Linked DNA regions of Sus scrofa: region 2 is linked to region 1. The links are chromatin contacts, called in public Hi-C maps. All regions are on one chromosome and are shown on one strand. Each heading gives the region's core, a stretch centred on a gene start, on an enhancer-like site or on the middle of the called end of the contact. The rest is flanking DNA. Distances are from core to core; before and after follow the strand shown.

The links. A called contact is a pair of places that touch in the nucleus more often than the background predicts.
Region 2: a contact with region 1 is called in a Hi-C map of retroperitoneal adipose tissue, with 1.9 times the contacts expected there. The contact joins two enhancer-like sites. A contact is called at or near these places in 28 of 47 Hi-C or Micro-C datasets (adipose tissue, alveolar macrophages, blood and 14 more) and 2 of 2 datasets of contacts at active chromatin or transcription factors (alveolar macrophages and skeletal muscle).

The regions. Positions count from the first base shown.
Region 1 is chr6:75,589,819-75,596,826 of Sscrofa11.1, forward strand. It overlaps CROCC (rootletin), which reads left to right. Exons shown (of 39, transcript XM_003127643.4): 26 at 2,010-2,177; 27 at 4,136-4,295; 28 at 4,298-4,507. Among named protein-coding and RNA genes, the nearest start is that of MFAP2, 22 kb to the right of the region's middle. Within about 2 kb of position 4,548, at least 22 of the 83 cell types and tissues checked have an H3K27ac peak or open chromatin away from gene starts, as enhancers often do. A contact at or near this core is called in adipose tissue, omental adipose tissue and retroperitoneal adipose tissue, where this site is marked.
Region 2 is chr6:75,647,239-75,654,246 of Sscrofa11.1, forward strand. It overlaps SDHB (succinate dehydrogenase complex iron sulfur subunit B), which reads right to left. Exons shown (of 8, transcript NM_001104953.1): 6 at 6,071-6,172; 7 at 4,464-4,586; 8 at 1,124-1,201. The coding sequence ends at 1,124. Among named protein-coding and RNA genes, the nearest start is that of ATP13A2, 12 kb to the left of the region's middle. Within about 2 kb of position 4,008, at least 39 of the 83 cell types and tissues checked have an H3K27ac peak or open chromatin away from gene starts, as enhancers often do. A contact at or near this core is called in adipose tissue, omental adipose tissue and retroperitoneal adipose tissue, where this site is marked.

The DNA of each region.
Region 1 (7,008 bases), core at 3,298-5,797:
TTGCTGCAGCTATGGTGTAAGCCAGCGGCTACAGCTCTGATTAGACCCCTAGCCTGGGAATCTCCACATGCCGTGGGTATGGCCCCAAAAAGACAAAAAAGACCAAAAAAAAAAAAAGACTTTGCTTAACAGACACTGAAATTTGAACTTTATATACTTTTCCTGTGTCAAAAATATTGTTCTTCTTTTGCTTTTCTTTCAACCATTTAAAAATGAGCCATTTTTGGAGTCCCCACTGTGGTACAGTGGGTTTAATGATCTGACTTGTCTTTGTGGCGGCATGGGTTCAATCCCTGGCCTGGCTCAGTGGGTTAAGGATCCAGTGTTGCTGCAGCTGTGGCGTAGGTCGCAGCTCCGGCTCAGACTTGAGTCCTGACCCAAGCACTTCCGTATGCTGCAGGATCAGCTGGAAAAGAAAAAAAAAATTAAAATGAACCATTTTCATCTATTTAAAAGTGTAAAAATCACTCTCAGCTCAGGCCCTTACAGAAGCAGATGACTGGTGGGATTTGGCTTGCAGGATTTCAGCCTGCAGTTTGCTGAGCCCTAAGCTAGATGGTCTTCAAGCCCATTAACAACAGCGAGCATTTAACAAGTGCCTGCTGTATCCTAGGCACTGCCCTGGCCACTGAGGGCTCAGGCTTTCCCAGTCTAGAAAAGGGGGCTGTTTCCCGACCGGACAGGAAACAGCCCCCTTTGGCATCCAGGCCCTGCCTCCCCAGAGACATCACAGCCGGAATAACCAATTCCCTCCACCTCCCACTGGCGGACCCTTCTACCCAGGCCCGCTCCTGTCGGGTTGAGGTCCTGGGAAACCACAGAATTCCCGAAAGGAACTCACATTTGTGTGCCAGGCTCTTGCTGGGCATTTTGCTGCCATAGCATGTTTTCCTGTTCCCTTGACTACAGCTCTGGGGGATTGGTAGGCCTCACCCCCACCTGCTCCAGCGAAAAAGGGCCTAGAACATACCTTTTTTTTTTTTTTTTTAATCTTTTTAGGGTCATACCCACGGTATATGGAGGTTCCCAGGCCAGGAGTCCAGTTGGAGCTGTAGCCTACACCACAGCCACAGCAACGCCAGATCTCAGCTGCATCTGCAACCTACACCACAGCTCATGGCACCACCGGATCCTTAACCTACTGAACGGGACCAAGGATCACACCTGCAGCCTCATGCATACTAGTCAGATTCGTTTCCACTAGGGCATGATGGGAACTCCTAGAACATACTTTTGATTCCACTTGTTTGAGACCAGATCCCAGTCTGTTGCTTAGGGGGCTGTGTGACTTGGATGAGTCACTTCACATCTCTGAGCTTCAGGGTGTTTTTTTTTTTTTTTTCCCCCTCTATTTTATCTTATTTTGGGGTTGGGGGTTGCTGTGCCTGTGGCATGTGGATGTTCCCAGGTCAAAGATCAAACCCATGCCACAGCAATGACCTGAGCCACAGCAATGACAATGCCAGGTCCTTATCCCAATGAGCCACCAGGAAACTCCTGAGCTTTAGTTTTTTTGTCTGTTAAATAGGGGTAATGTTAGTACCTACCCCAAACTAATGAATTAATATGAGTCAAGTGCTTCGAACAGGGCTGGACACATGGCAAGCATTCCATAAACATTAGGCGTCATTACAGAGGTGAAAGATGACCCAGAGTTCCTGTCCTGCAGAACTCCTAGGGATTCTGCACTCCCTACCCCGACTCTCTATGGTAGGTAATTATGATTAGATGGTACACGGAGGTCACTGGTGCCCAGGTGCCTGGCACGGCTCAAGGTCAATGGAGTTATCAGGCTCCCAGTGGGTTGAGGTGGCATTCAGTGTATGTGTTCCTAGAGCCATGGGTCTTGAGTTCCCTCTGTGCCAGGTCTGGACTGGGCAGGGTAGAGGGGCAGAGCCAGACAGGCTGCTGCTGGAAGCTGTGGGCACTCACCCACACCCTGGGCTAGGAGAGGCTGTGGGTGCTGAGAATGGGTCCTCGGTCCTACCTGTGCCCCCTCTGTCTCACAGATGAAGATGCTGGACAGCGAGAACACCAGGCTGGGCAGAGAACTGGTGGAGCTGCAGGGCCGCCTGGCCCTTGGCGAGCGGGCAGAAAAGGAGGGCAGACGGGAGGCCCTGGGCCTCCGACAGAAGCTGCTGAAGGGAGAGGCCAGCCTGGAGGCTGTGCGGCAGGAGGTAACTAGACCTCAGGCAGACTGCCTAGAGGAAGAGGGTCCTCAGAGGCTGTCACGCTGCCCCTCGCCTTTTCTGATGGAAGCAGGGGGGATTCCAGTGCCAGAGTCATTCTGAGATCGTTCCCTGAGTCCTGTCCCTGTCCTCAATCCTTGAGCTTCTTGCCCAGGTATAATAACAGCAATAGCAGTTACAGAAACTGTGTCGCAGGGACGGGGGGAGCCTTATAGATAGAACCTTGTTTGATTCTCCCAGCAGCCTCAGGAGGTAGGTATGCTTAGTCCCAGTTTACAGAGAGAACCAGACACTGAGGCCCAGAGTCTAATCAAGGTCACCCAGCCACCCAGACCTGTCTGACTCCAAAGCCCTCACTCTTTCCACACTGCCTTTTCTGGTAGTGAATTTGCTGTGTGGCCTGGACTAAGTCACTCAGTCTCTCTGTGCTTTAGAGCATTCATGGGCTGGGGGATGGCACAGCAGTGGGTGTATACCAAGCCTTGGTGCAGATCTTGGCATCCAGGGGTTGCTCCCTAGATGGTTCCCAGTGAACCTGATAACCACGAGAGGTCCACTTATTCTCTGAACCAGAGGGGTGTGTGTGCGGCCATCATGCGCTTCATCAGTAAATAACTTTTTATTTTTTTATTTTTTATTTTTATTTTTCTGCCCTTTAGGGCCGCACCTGTGGCATATGGAGGTTCCCAGGCTAGGGGTCGAATCAGAGCTGTAGCTGCCAGCCTACGCCACAGCCATAGCAGCGCCAGATCTGAGCCTCGTCTGCAATCTACACCACAGCTCACAGCAACACCAGATCCTTAACCCACTGAGCAAGGCCAGGGATTGAACCTACAACCTCATGGTTTTTAGTCAGATTCATTTCTGCTGTGCCATGACGGGAACTCTAGTAAATAATTTTTTAGTGCCTCCCCTCATTGTGATTAATTGATTTATTTTTATAGCATATGGGAGCTCCTGGCATATGGAAATTCCTGGGCTAGGAATTGAATCTCAGCTGCATCTGCGACCTGTGTGGCAGCTGTGGCAATATTGGATCCTTTAACCCACTGCTCCAGGCCAGGGATTTAACCCTTGCCTCTGCAGCAACTGGAGCTGCTGCAGTGAGTTGTTTTGTTTTGTTTGTTTGTTTGTTTTGCTTTTTAGGGCATATGGAAGTTCCCAGGCCAGGGGTCAAATCAGAGCTTGCAGTTGCTGGCCACAGCCACAGCCATGCCAGATCCAAGCTGTGTCTGTGACCTACCCTGCAGCTCATGGCGACGCCAGATCCTTAACCCACTGAGAGACCAGGGATCAAACCTGAGTCCTCATGGATACTAGTTGGGTTCGTTACCGCTGAGCCGCAACAGGAAATCCTGCAGTCAGATTCCTAAAGGCACTGCACCACGGTGGGAAATCCCACCCCCCTTTTTGTTTTTAAATTGATAAATTACGTGCACTGAAAAGGTAGTGTAGTCTAGTGGTTCAGGGAACAGGCTCTGGAGCCAGGGTGCCCTGCTTTGAAACCAAGCTCTCAGTTTACTAGCTCTGTGGCCTTTGGCAAGTTACATAACTGCCCCAGGTCTCCATTTCCTCATCTTTAAAATAAAGATGATTCATAGTAGAATCACCAGTCATCAATCAGAGTTGATTCTTGGCAAGGAAAGTACTTAGTGCCTGGCACCAATAATGCCTATCTTTATAAGCCTTAGCTGTTAGTTTACACTGCAAGTCATATATACAGAAGGAAGAGATAAACAAATTCTAATAGTTTCCTGCTACACTCCCATGAGTGTTCCCATGCATGATGTTCCTGCACGCCCTGCATGGGTGGAGACCACTAATGGAACAGGTGTCATGCATGCCACTTGTGGGCCCCTGGGCTCCAGGCAGGGCCTGGGAGGCTGGGTTTTGGTTTGGGGGGCGGCTTTGATGACACCCACCTCCTGACCTTGCCCCCTCCCCAGCTCCAGGGAGCCCAGCGGAAGCTGCAGGAGCAAGAGGGCGAGTTCCGGACCCGCGAACGAGGCCTGCTGGGCTCCCTGGAGGAGGCACGCGGCGCCCAGAAGCAGCAACTGGACCACGCCCGCAGCCTGGAACAGAAGTTGGAGGCTGCTCGGGCTGAGGCTGCGAGCTGGGGCTGAGACTGAGTGCGGCTGACGGCCGGGCGCAAGGCCTGGAGGCCGAGCTGGCCCGCGTAGAGACGCAGCGGCGTGCGGCTGAGGCCCAGCTGGGCGGCCTGCGCTCTGCCTTGCGCCGGGGCCTGGGCCTTGGCGGGGTGCCCAGCCCGGCCCCCCGGCCCGCGCTGGGCTCCCCCATCCGGAGTGCGCCTGCGGGAGGTGAGTGAGCGCGCAGAGACGGGGAGGGTCAGCGGGTCTAGTTCGGGTCTAGTTCGGTGCCGCCTAAGAGGCCGCCCTTGGCGGACCTGCCCCGCCTTTGATGACCAGTCTCAGACCCCGCCCCTTCAGCCCCTCCCTGTCTCCTTATTGAGACCCGCCTGCCTGGGCCACGCCCCCTGCGACCCTTTCTGGCCCCCACTAGACCACGCCCCCTCGCTGAGGTGGATCCGCACACCCTAGATTGCTGCTTTTTAAAGGGCGTGGAGGATAGAGGATGTCGCTTCTTTTTTTTTTTTTTTTTTTTTTTTTGTCTTTTCTAGGGCTTCATCCGCGGCATATGGAGGTTCCCAGGCTAGGGGTCTAATCGACCTGTAACTTGGGATCCCAGCAGTATCTGCGACCTACACCACAGTTCACCGCAACGCCAGATCCTTAACCAACTGAGCTAGGCCAGAATCCACCCGCAACTTCATGGTTCCTAGTCAGATTCGGTAACACTGAGCCACGACAGAAACTCCGGATGTCGCTTCTTAATGCCCTTAACTCCTCTAAGTCTTTGAGTCTCCAACCTCTGTAACTGATGCCTGCCCTCTCTCCATCAGCCCTTCATCCTCTTCATTCTCCCGTTGCTGGTTCCACACCCCTCCATACCAGGCCTATGACCCCATGTCTCCCCCAGACAGACACTCAGCACCTCCCCCCTTCCAGAAACTTCCTCAGAAGAGAGCCTCCTACCCCCACCTGCTGCTGAGGCTCCGTGGATGACGGTGGGAAAATCAGCATTGTGCTTCAGCAGGCGCAAGCAGCCTTTTAAGAAGGAGCCTTCATCTTGTCTCATCCTGACCCCAATCTCACCTTGATTCCTGGGCCTGAAATAGAATCTGCAGAATCTTAGAACTGTGGGAAATTCACTATGAGACATTGGGTTGTTGTCTCTTCAAATCCAGAGATTTAGCCCCAGGATCACATTAGTCAGTCAGTTACTGTATATATTAAGCACATGCTATGTACCAGGTACAGTTTAAGTAGTAGGGATGGGGCAGTAAACAAAACTGACAGGTGTTTCTGCTTTTATGGAGCTTATGGTCTAGGCTTTGGAATAGCAGACAATGAATGTGATATATAAATTAAACATAGAATGTATTCAGAGTTCCTCTTGTGGCTCAGTGAGTTAAGAACTTGACCAGTATCCATGAGAATGCGGGTTTGATCCCTGGCCTTTCTCAGTGGGTTAAGGATCCAGTGTTGCCGTGGCTATGGTGTAAGTCCCAGATGTGACTCAGATCCTGTGTTGTGGTGGCTGTGGCCTATTCCTGCAGCTGTAGCTCTGATTTGACTCCTAGCCTGGGAACTTCGTATGTCATAGGTGCAGCTGTTAAAAAAAAAAAAAAATCTAGAAGTGACATTCATGGAGATGGAAAAAGATTAGAGGTTACCAGGAGGTGTGGGGACGGAAGAATTAGGAGTATGCTTACTGGTTACAGAGTTTGTGATTGTGTTCATCTGCTAGGGCTGCTATAGAAAAGTACCACAATCTGAGTGGCTTAGACAACAGAATTTTTTTTTTCTTTTTTGCTTTTTAGGGCCGCACCCATGGCATCTGGAGGTTCCCAGCCTAGGGGTCCAATCAGCTACAGCTGCCGGTCTACACCACAGCCATAGCAATGTCAGATCCGAGCTACGTCTGCAACCTACACCACAGCTCATGGCAGCACCGAATCCTTAAACCACTGAGCGGGGCCGGGGATCGAACCCGCCACCTCATAGTTCCTAGTGGGATTCGTTTCTGCTGTGCCACGACAGGAACTCTGACAACAGAAGTTTATGTCTCACTGTCTTGGAGGCTGGAAGTCCAAGGTTAGGGTGTCGGCAGGGCCATGCTTCCTCTGAAGTTATCAGAGAAGAATTCGTTCCAGGCTTCCTAGATTCTGGTAGTTCCTTGATTATGGCAGCATCTCCTTAGTCTTCACACAGAGTTCTCCTTGAGTGTGTGTCCAAATTCCCCACCCCCCCTTTTTTGGTCTTTTTGGGGCCGCACCTGCAGCATATGGAAGTTCCCAAGCCAGGGGTCGAATGGGAGCTGCAGCTAGAGACATAGCCACCCAGATCCAATCCTCATTGGTGACCTATGCTACAGCTCACGGCAGCGCTGGGTTCTTAACCCACTGAGTGGGGCCAGGGATCAAACCTGTGTCCTCATGGATCCTAGTCAGGTTTGTTACTGCTGAGCCGTAATGGGAACGCCATATTTCCCCTTTTTATAAGGACACCAGTCATATTGGATTGGGGTGCACCCTCTTCCAGTATGACCTTGTCTTAACTAATGACGTCTGTAACCACCCTATTTCCAAATGAGGTCACATTCTGAGACATGGCAGTTAGGACTTCGACATGTGAGTTTTGAGGAGATAAAATTCAACCCATAGTAGAGGTGATGGAAAAGATTTAGAAGCAGAGAGTGGTCGGAGTTCCCTCATGGCCCAGCGGGTTAAGGATCCGGT
Region 2 (7,008 bases), core at 2,758-5,257, 57 kb after region 1:
TGCAAGATGAAGACTCCTGGAGCTGGATGGTGCCAGGGTGGCCCAACAACGTCCCTGGGCTGAGGTGCTAAGTTTTTTTTTTTGTCTTTTTAGGGCCACACCCACAGCACATGGAGGTTCCCAGGCTAGGGGTCGAATGGCTGTAGCCTCCAGCCTACCCCTCAGCCACAGCAACACGAGACCTGAGCCTTGTCTTCGACCTACACCACAGCTCACGGCAATGCCAGATCCTTAACCCACTGAGCAAGGCCGGGGATCGAACCTGCGTTCTCATGGATGCTAGTCGGATTTGTTCCTGCTGAGCCACAACATCAACTCCTAGGTGGTAAATTTTGTTAGGTGTGTTTCACCACAATGAAAAAATAGAAAGTGGCTAACATTGCTTCGTGCCTTATTTTTGAAGGAAAAAAACTTTACATATGCTGCACATTTGTAATGATATAGAAGTCCAGAAGGAAATATGTGAACTGTCTACAGGGGATTGAAACTTGGGGATTTTGAGGGGTTTCCACTTTTAACTTGAGGAACCTTTGTAGTGTTTTGGTGGCGTTACCACGTTAGTAGTAATCACCTGAGCCAAGCTGCAGTGGTGGGAATTCCTGCTTCCCGGGAGAGGTCTCTGGAGGTCACTCGTGGAGCTGACTGGAGTTCAGAGCTGAGCTGGAGGCAGCTGTAATCTTGCTTGACGAGATACAAAGAAGCACTGAGAGCAAGTGCTGGCACTCTCCTACCACTCTCAGGTGGCCGAGGGGGGGCCTGTTAAGATGCCCATTTTGCAGATGGCCAAATGCAACAGCAAAGGAAGGGACTTCCCAAGGTCGTCCAGCGTGACACCAATTCTACGCCTGGACCCAAAGTATCCACCTCCCAGTGTGGGTAAGTTCTGGAGCCCTGGCCCCCTCTTCAAGGACAAAGACTCCTTCTGGCACATTCACCTCCGTCTGCAGCAAGTACAAGGAACAGGCTTGCTTTTTTTGCTAATAAAGTAGAATAACATTTATTTCTTAAAATTTTTATTGTACATGCAGTATTTGTGGAAAATCAAAGACCTTTGAAGGAACTCAAATTAGATGTAAATTAACGTTCAGTTGAGCTGGTTACAGTCACGTTAGGTTGGGAACAGTCAGGCTGAAGCTTTCTTCTCCTTGTAGGTTGCCATCATTTTCTTGATTTCAGCAATAGCTTTCCCTGGATTCAGCCCCTTGAAAAAAGAGAAGAGAATCAACACCAAATGGTAGGGGGAGTTCCCATCATGGTGCAGCAGAAACACTCCGACTAGGAACCATGAGGTTGCAGGTTCGATCCCAGGCCTTGCTCAGTGAGTTAAGGATCTGGCATTGCTGTGAGCTGTAGTGTAGGTCACAGATGTGGCTCGGATCCCGCATGGCTATGGTGTAGGCTGGCAGCTGTAGCTCCGATTAGACTCCTAGCCTGGGAACCTCTATGTGCTGCAGGTGCAGCCCTAAAAAGACCAAAAAAAAAAAAAAAACCAAATGGTAAGTGAAGTGAATGGAAGAACCCCATGACCTTGGCTGCAACTCCTGCCTTAGCTGGTGCAGGGTCAAAGCACAGTGAGTGCAAATCCAGTCCAGTCCCAGATCTTAGCCAGCTCTTGGTCTAAGAGCTCTCTTCTTTTTTTTCATCATGCCCATGACATGTGGAAATTCCCAGAGTAGGGACAGAACCCGCACCATAGCAGTGACAACTATGGATCCTTAACCCACTGAGCCACCAGGGAGCTCCTAAGAGCTCTATTTCCACTTTTAGACATTTGAAAACAGCCAGCTCTCCCTGGTAGGAGACCTGTCTCACTGGAGTCCTGCTGGTGAGGCTCACGGTAGCAGGTAAGTGAGCCCAGGGAAGAGCTGTCCCTTCTATGACTACAGACAGTGTCAAAATTAGCTGGATATTGGAGGTTAAGGGGGTTAAGTACCCAGCATTGTCACTGCAGTGGCTCCAATTGCTGCTGGGGTGCGGGTTCGATCCGTGGCCTGGGAATTTCCATATGCTGTGGGCGAGGCAAAAAAAAAAAAAAAAAAAAAGTTCCCACTGTGGTGCAATGGGGTTGGCAGCGTCTTGGGAGCACTGGCTGCAGGTTTGATTCCTGGCCTGGCACAGTGAGTTAAGGATCTGGTGTTGCCACAGCTGTGGCTTAGGTGGTGACTGCAGCTTGGATCTGATCCCTGGCCTCCGAACTCTGTGTGATGAGGGGCAGCTAAAAAAAAAGCTAGATCTCTCTAAAGGTTTCACATCATTACCGTATTATTAAGTCATCATTACCAGAAGTCAGCATCTACCAGTGTCAAAGCTATGTGGGAAAAACAACCCTGTGTTAACCCTTCATGAGCACCGTAGGGGTCAACCGGCCAGCAGCACCGGGGTCAGCTGCAGTCTGGCCCCACAGCTGTAACATCTGTTCTGCAGGAGGTTCAGTCATTGAACCTAATGAATGCCAGCCCTGAAGGAGGAAGGGAGGTAACCTAGAATTTGGTAAAATTAGACAAACACTCATCTGAGGCTAGGGAAGGGTCCCCTCATTTTAAAAGGCCAACTCTGAAATTACGGTGTGGAAAGAAAGAGAGATCGTCAGAGAGAAAGAAAGGGAGAGAGAAGACATTCTTCAAAAGACAGGCGACTATGACAAAGGACACATTTGCATGTGGCGTAAACTCTGAGAGGGCAGGCAGGAAGCTGGGGACACCCCTGCTTCCAGGGAGGGGCTGGGGCTGGGGGAGGAGGAAGACCCTCCACAGTGTTTCCTTGTCAACGCTGCTGAACCATGTTCAGCCCCCCTGCCCCGCCCCAGTTCAGCAAAAGGGTTTTAGATTCACACGGTCAGTGACAGGATGTTACCTAGTCCTGGTGCAGGATGGCAGATGGCCCGCTTCTAGCCCTGCCCCTGCCTCGCCCCCAACCTGAGAGTGACCTTGGCAAGTGCCCTCCCAGCCCCCCACTCATGAGCTCAGTTTCTTAATCTGTAAAAGGGGTTGCACTTGATGATTTTCAAGGTCCCTTCTATTTCAATGTGGGCCCATGTCTAGCCTTGCAGTCCCAGCATCCACCCCTGCTTTATAGAACGGGAGGGCGGGACACAGACAAGGTCCCAGAGAGGGTCCGTTCTTGAGTGTCTCATCTGTCTGCTGCCCTCTGCGATGCAGAGGTTCATGCCCAGGCCCAGGCCCAGGCCCAGACCTCAGGATCCTCTGTGGAACTTTTTTTTTTTTTTTTTGTCTTTTGTCTTTGTTGTTGTTGTTGTTGCTATTTCTTGGGCCGCTCCCTCGGCATATGGAGGTTCCCAGGCTAGGGGTTGAATCGGAGCTGTAGTCACCGGCCTACGCCAGAGCCACAGCAACGCGGGATCCGAGCCGCGTCTGCAACCTACACCACAGCTCACGGCAACGCCGGATCGTTAACCCACTGAGCAAGGGCAGGGACCGAACCCGCAACCTCATGGTTCCTAGTCGGATTCGTTAACCACTGCGCCACGACGGGAACTCCCTCTGTGGAACTTTTGAGCAAATACACAAGCCAGGCCTCAGCCTCAGAGAGGCTGTCTTCTGATTAACTGGCTCAACTGGGCCCAGCACCCCTTTCCTGAGCGCTTACCATGTGCCAGGCATTGATTTAAGACTTCAGTGGCATAACTCGCCTCAGGAGTCACCCAGCGCACAGGCAGAGGCTGGGCAGGGATGCAGGCAGTGCCCTCCTGTACTGGTGGGGACCCCACTAGGCCTCACAGCCGACCCCAGGGCCAACGTCACATGAGACGACCGTGACCGGGGAAGGGAGGGCCCTTCAAACAGTCTAGAGCTCATGTCTGCGAGCATATGCTGCCTGTGCTTTCTGTTTTAAACAACTGCTAGCTGGCTGGCTGAGCACTTCCCATCTCACTGCCTGCTTGCTCACTGCACCTTTAAAGTGAAATTGCTCTGCCCACAGTCTGGGCTTGAAGGGCAGCCCTGGCTGCTCCCCGCCCACTTGGCCAGACCAGCGCTGGCACTTGACCAGCGCTGGCGGCCGCGGAGAGCTGAGCTGGGCCAATGAGACTCCCTCCGAGGAATGTGAGTTGAGAAATGCTGAGGAAGACAGGCAGATGCTGAAGCCGCAGGCGGGGTGAGCCCGGGAAGCAGGAAGTCTAAATAGGAAGAGGGAGTGAAAGCTAAGTAAGGATGAGCTCTGAGTCAGAGCAAAGACTCAGAGTAGAGAGAAAGCACAGGCTTGCTGCTAGGGAGCAGAGCAGACCAGCAGCGATGCTGACACGGAGCCCTCGGGGCTGGGAGAGGGACTCGGTCCCATAGCTGCCTGTGCCTGGATCCCCGTGGCATCCCTGACTTCTGCCACGCCCATGGGAACCCTACCTAAAAGCCCTTCTTCAGGGGTCCTGAAAGAGCCTGTTCCCTGCAACGAAGCACCGACAGCCCCCAGGCTCACTCTGAGATAACAGTGCGTTCTGCTCGCCTTACCTTGGGACAGGTCCCCGTGCAGTTCATGATGGTGTGGCAGCGGTACAGAGAGAACGGGTCCTGCAGCTTGGCCAGGCGCTCCTCCGTGAAGTCATCTCTGGAGTCGATCATCCAGCGATAGGCCTGGGGAAGTGGGGACTGGTGAGCTGAGCTGTTAAAACTTTAATTGGCCAGAGCAGCCCTCTGGTCCAACTCAAACTGCAGGTGTGCAGAACAGGAGAGTTCTCAGCTCAGATGCCGTCTCCGCACTCTTTGTCATCTTTCAAGGAAAGTCTCCCAACCGTTTTGTAACAGCTTTTGATCATTTTGATTGATGATCCCCACAAACCTTTGAACCACATGCACCTGGTCCCTGGTGCTTAATTATATACCATCAGGAGTCGTCTTCTACCAATTTCATGGGGCTGCTTAGCTTGCCCCCCCCCGATCACGAATGAGGGAAGGCAGGGACGGTACCGTCTGACCCCCTGTCTTCATAGCATCTACTCACTGTCTCTGAGTAAACTGATAACTTAGCAGACCCGTGTAAAGATATCTGTTCTAGGAGTTCCCGTTGTGGCGCAGTGGTTAACGAATCCGACTAGGAACCATGAGGTTGTGGGTTTGATCCCTGGCCTCGCTCAGTGGGTTATGGATCCGGTGTAGGTCGCAGACACGGCTCAGATCTGGCGTTGCTGTGGCTGGCAGCTGTAGCTCCGATTCGACCCCTAGCCTGGGGACCTCCATATGCTGCGCTTATGGCCCTAAAAAGCAAAAGGTATCTATTCTACTTATTAATTAATTCCTTCAATCAGTATACCCATCCCAGAAGCCTGAGATCAGCCAGCTGAAACCTGATTAACCTCCTGGTCAGTGGGCCTGCTTCAGCAGTGCTACTGAGAGGACTCTTATGTTTCCCAGCAGCTCGATCATCCATACAAGCACCAAGATGAATGCACCTTATTATTCCATCTTTACTTTGGCCAGGAATCAGTACTGCTAAGTGGTCACACAACCACGGAACTTCTCTTTTTGTGGGAAAATGAGAAACAAGAGGTTGTTTTTTGAGTTTCTTAAGAGCCTATAAAAAGCACTAACCACAAATCTAAAAGTATAAGCTTTTCGGGCACGAAGGCAGCGACTCTCTCTGCAGTGACCTGCATACAAAGAGTGAAAGGCAATGAAAAGCAATGCTACGTTTCCCCAGGTAAGCCCTAAACCCAGTACCGCAAGCTTTCACTAGCCTGAAAACAACTGCCAAACTTACAGCTGGGTAATTAGCACTCAATGCAATTTCCTTCTCTCCTGCCTGCATGTCATCGAAAACCCCTGTGAGAGGCAGGGGAGGGCCAGTGGTGCAGGGCGACATTTTAAGCATCTGCAAGGCATGGTGTGCCAGCAGCCGCCACCCCACTACGCCATGCTAAATGAAGGCATTCTGCAGATGAAGCCCCAGATTTACCTAAAGCCAAATGAAGGCGAGGCCACCAGTTACCCTGTTTGTAATGGATGCCAACGAAGGACACCATCGCCCCCCAAAGTGTGTGGTTTCCGACAATACACTGTCCTTCTGGATTTCTGGAAGCCTGAGTGTCAGCTTCTCTGGAAGTCACGAAGGAGCACCTTACCTGCATGAGGACTGCGGGTCCCAGGTACTTGTCTCCATTCCACCAGTAGCTCGGGCAGCTGGTGCTGCAGCAGGCGCAAAGAATACACTCGTACAGCCCATCCTGCGTGCGGAGAAAGGGCATCAGGAGCCCATGGTGGGAGACAGTCGCATCCTTAACTTACCCGGGAGGCCTGGGGTCAGCCCATGAGCAAAGTGCCTACTTGCCCCTGAGTCTTCTTGGCAAAATCCTAGGAGTGGTTTGCTGAGATTTATCAGATTCATAAAAAAGATCTTGGAATTGAATTAGAGCCCAGAGTTCTTAAGTCCAAGTGTAGTGTATGTATCCTTTAATTAGTAACCCCTCACTTATCTTAAAAAACAAAACCACCTAACAAAAACATGAAAGGTAACTCATCACCTCGAATGCAGTTTAGCAGAAATTAAAAAGGCCCTGGGTGCTGAGGCATCTAGAGTCTACACCAGCTTCTGCCCTGGCTCGGCAGAGACCTCAGTTTTTCAATGGAACAGCAACATCGTCCTAAAACAGCGACCTGTACTAAGCATGGTGTGTCTGACTTGATCTCATTTGACTGTCACAATAATCTTGGGGTGAGTGCTCTAGAGTTTCATTTTACAGGTAAGTAACTGAGATGCCTAGAGGCTGTCATTTTGAGGTTCACCCAGCAGCAAATAGCAGAGCTGGGATGGGACCCCAGGCAGTCTGGCCCTGAAGCCCCCATGCCAACCCTGCCACACAGATGGCAACCCGCCCAACCAGTTTTAACAACCTGGACTTTCTGATTTGGGGAACAGAAACTGATTAAAAATACAGGGAGTTCCCGTTGTGCCTCAGTGGAAATTAATCTGACTAGCATCCATGGGGTCTCAGGTTAGATCCCTGGCTTCACTCCGTGGGTTAAGGATCCGGTGTTGCCGTGAGCTGTGGTGTGGGTCGAA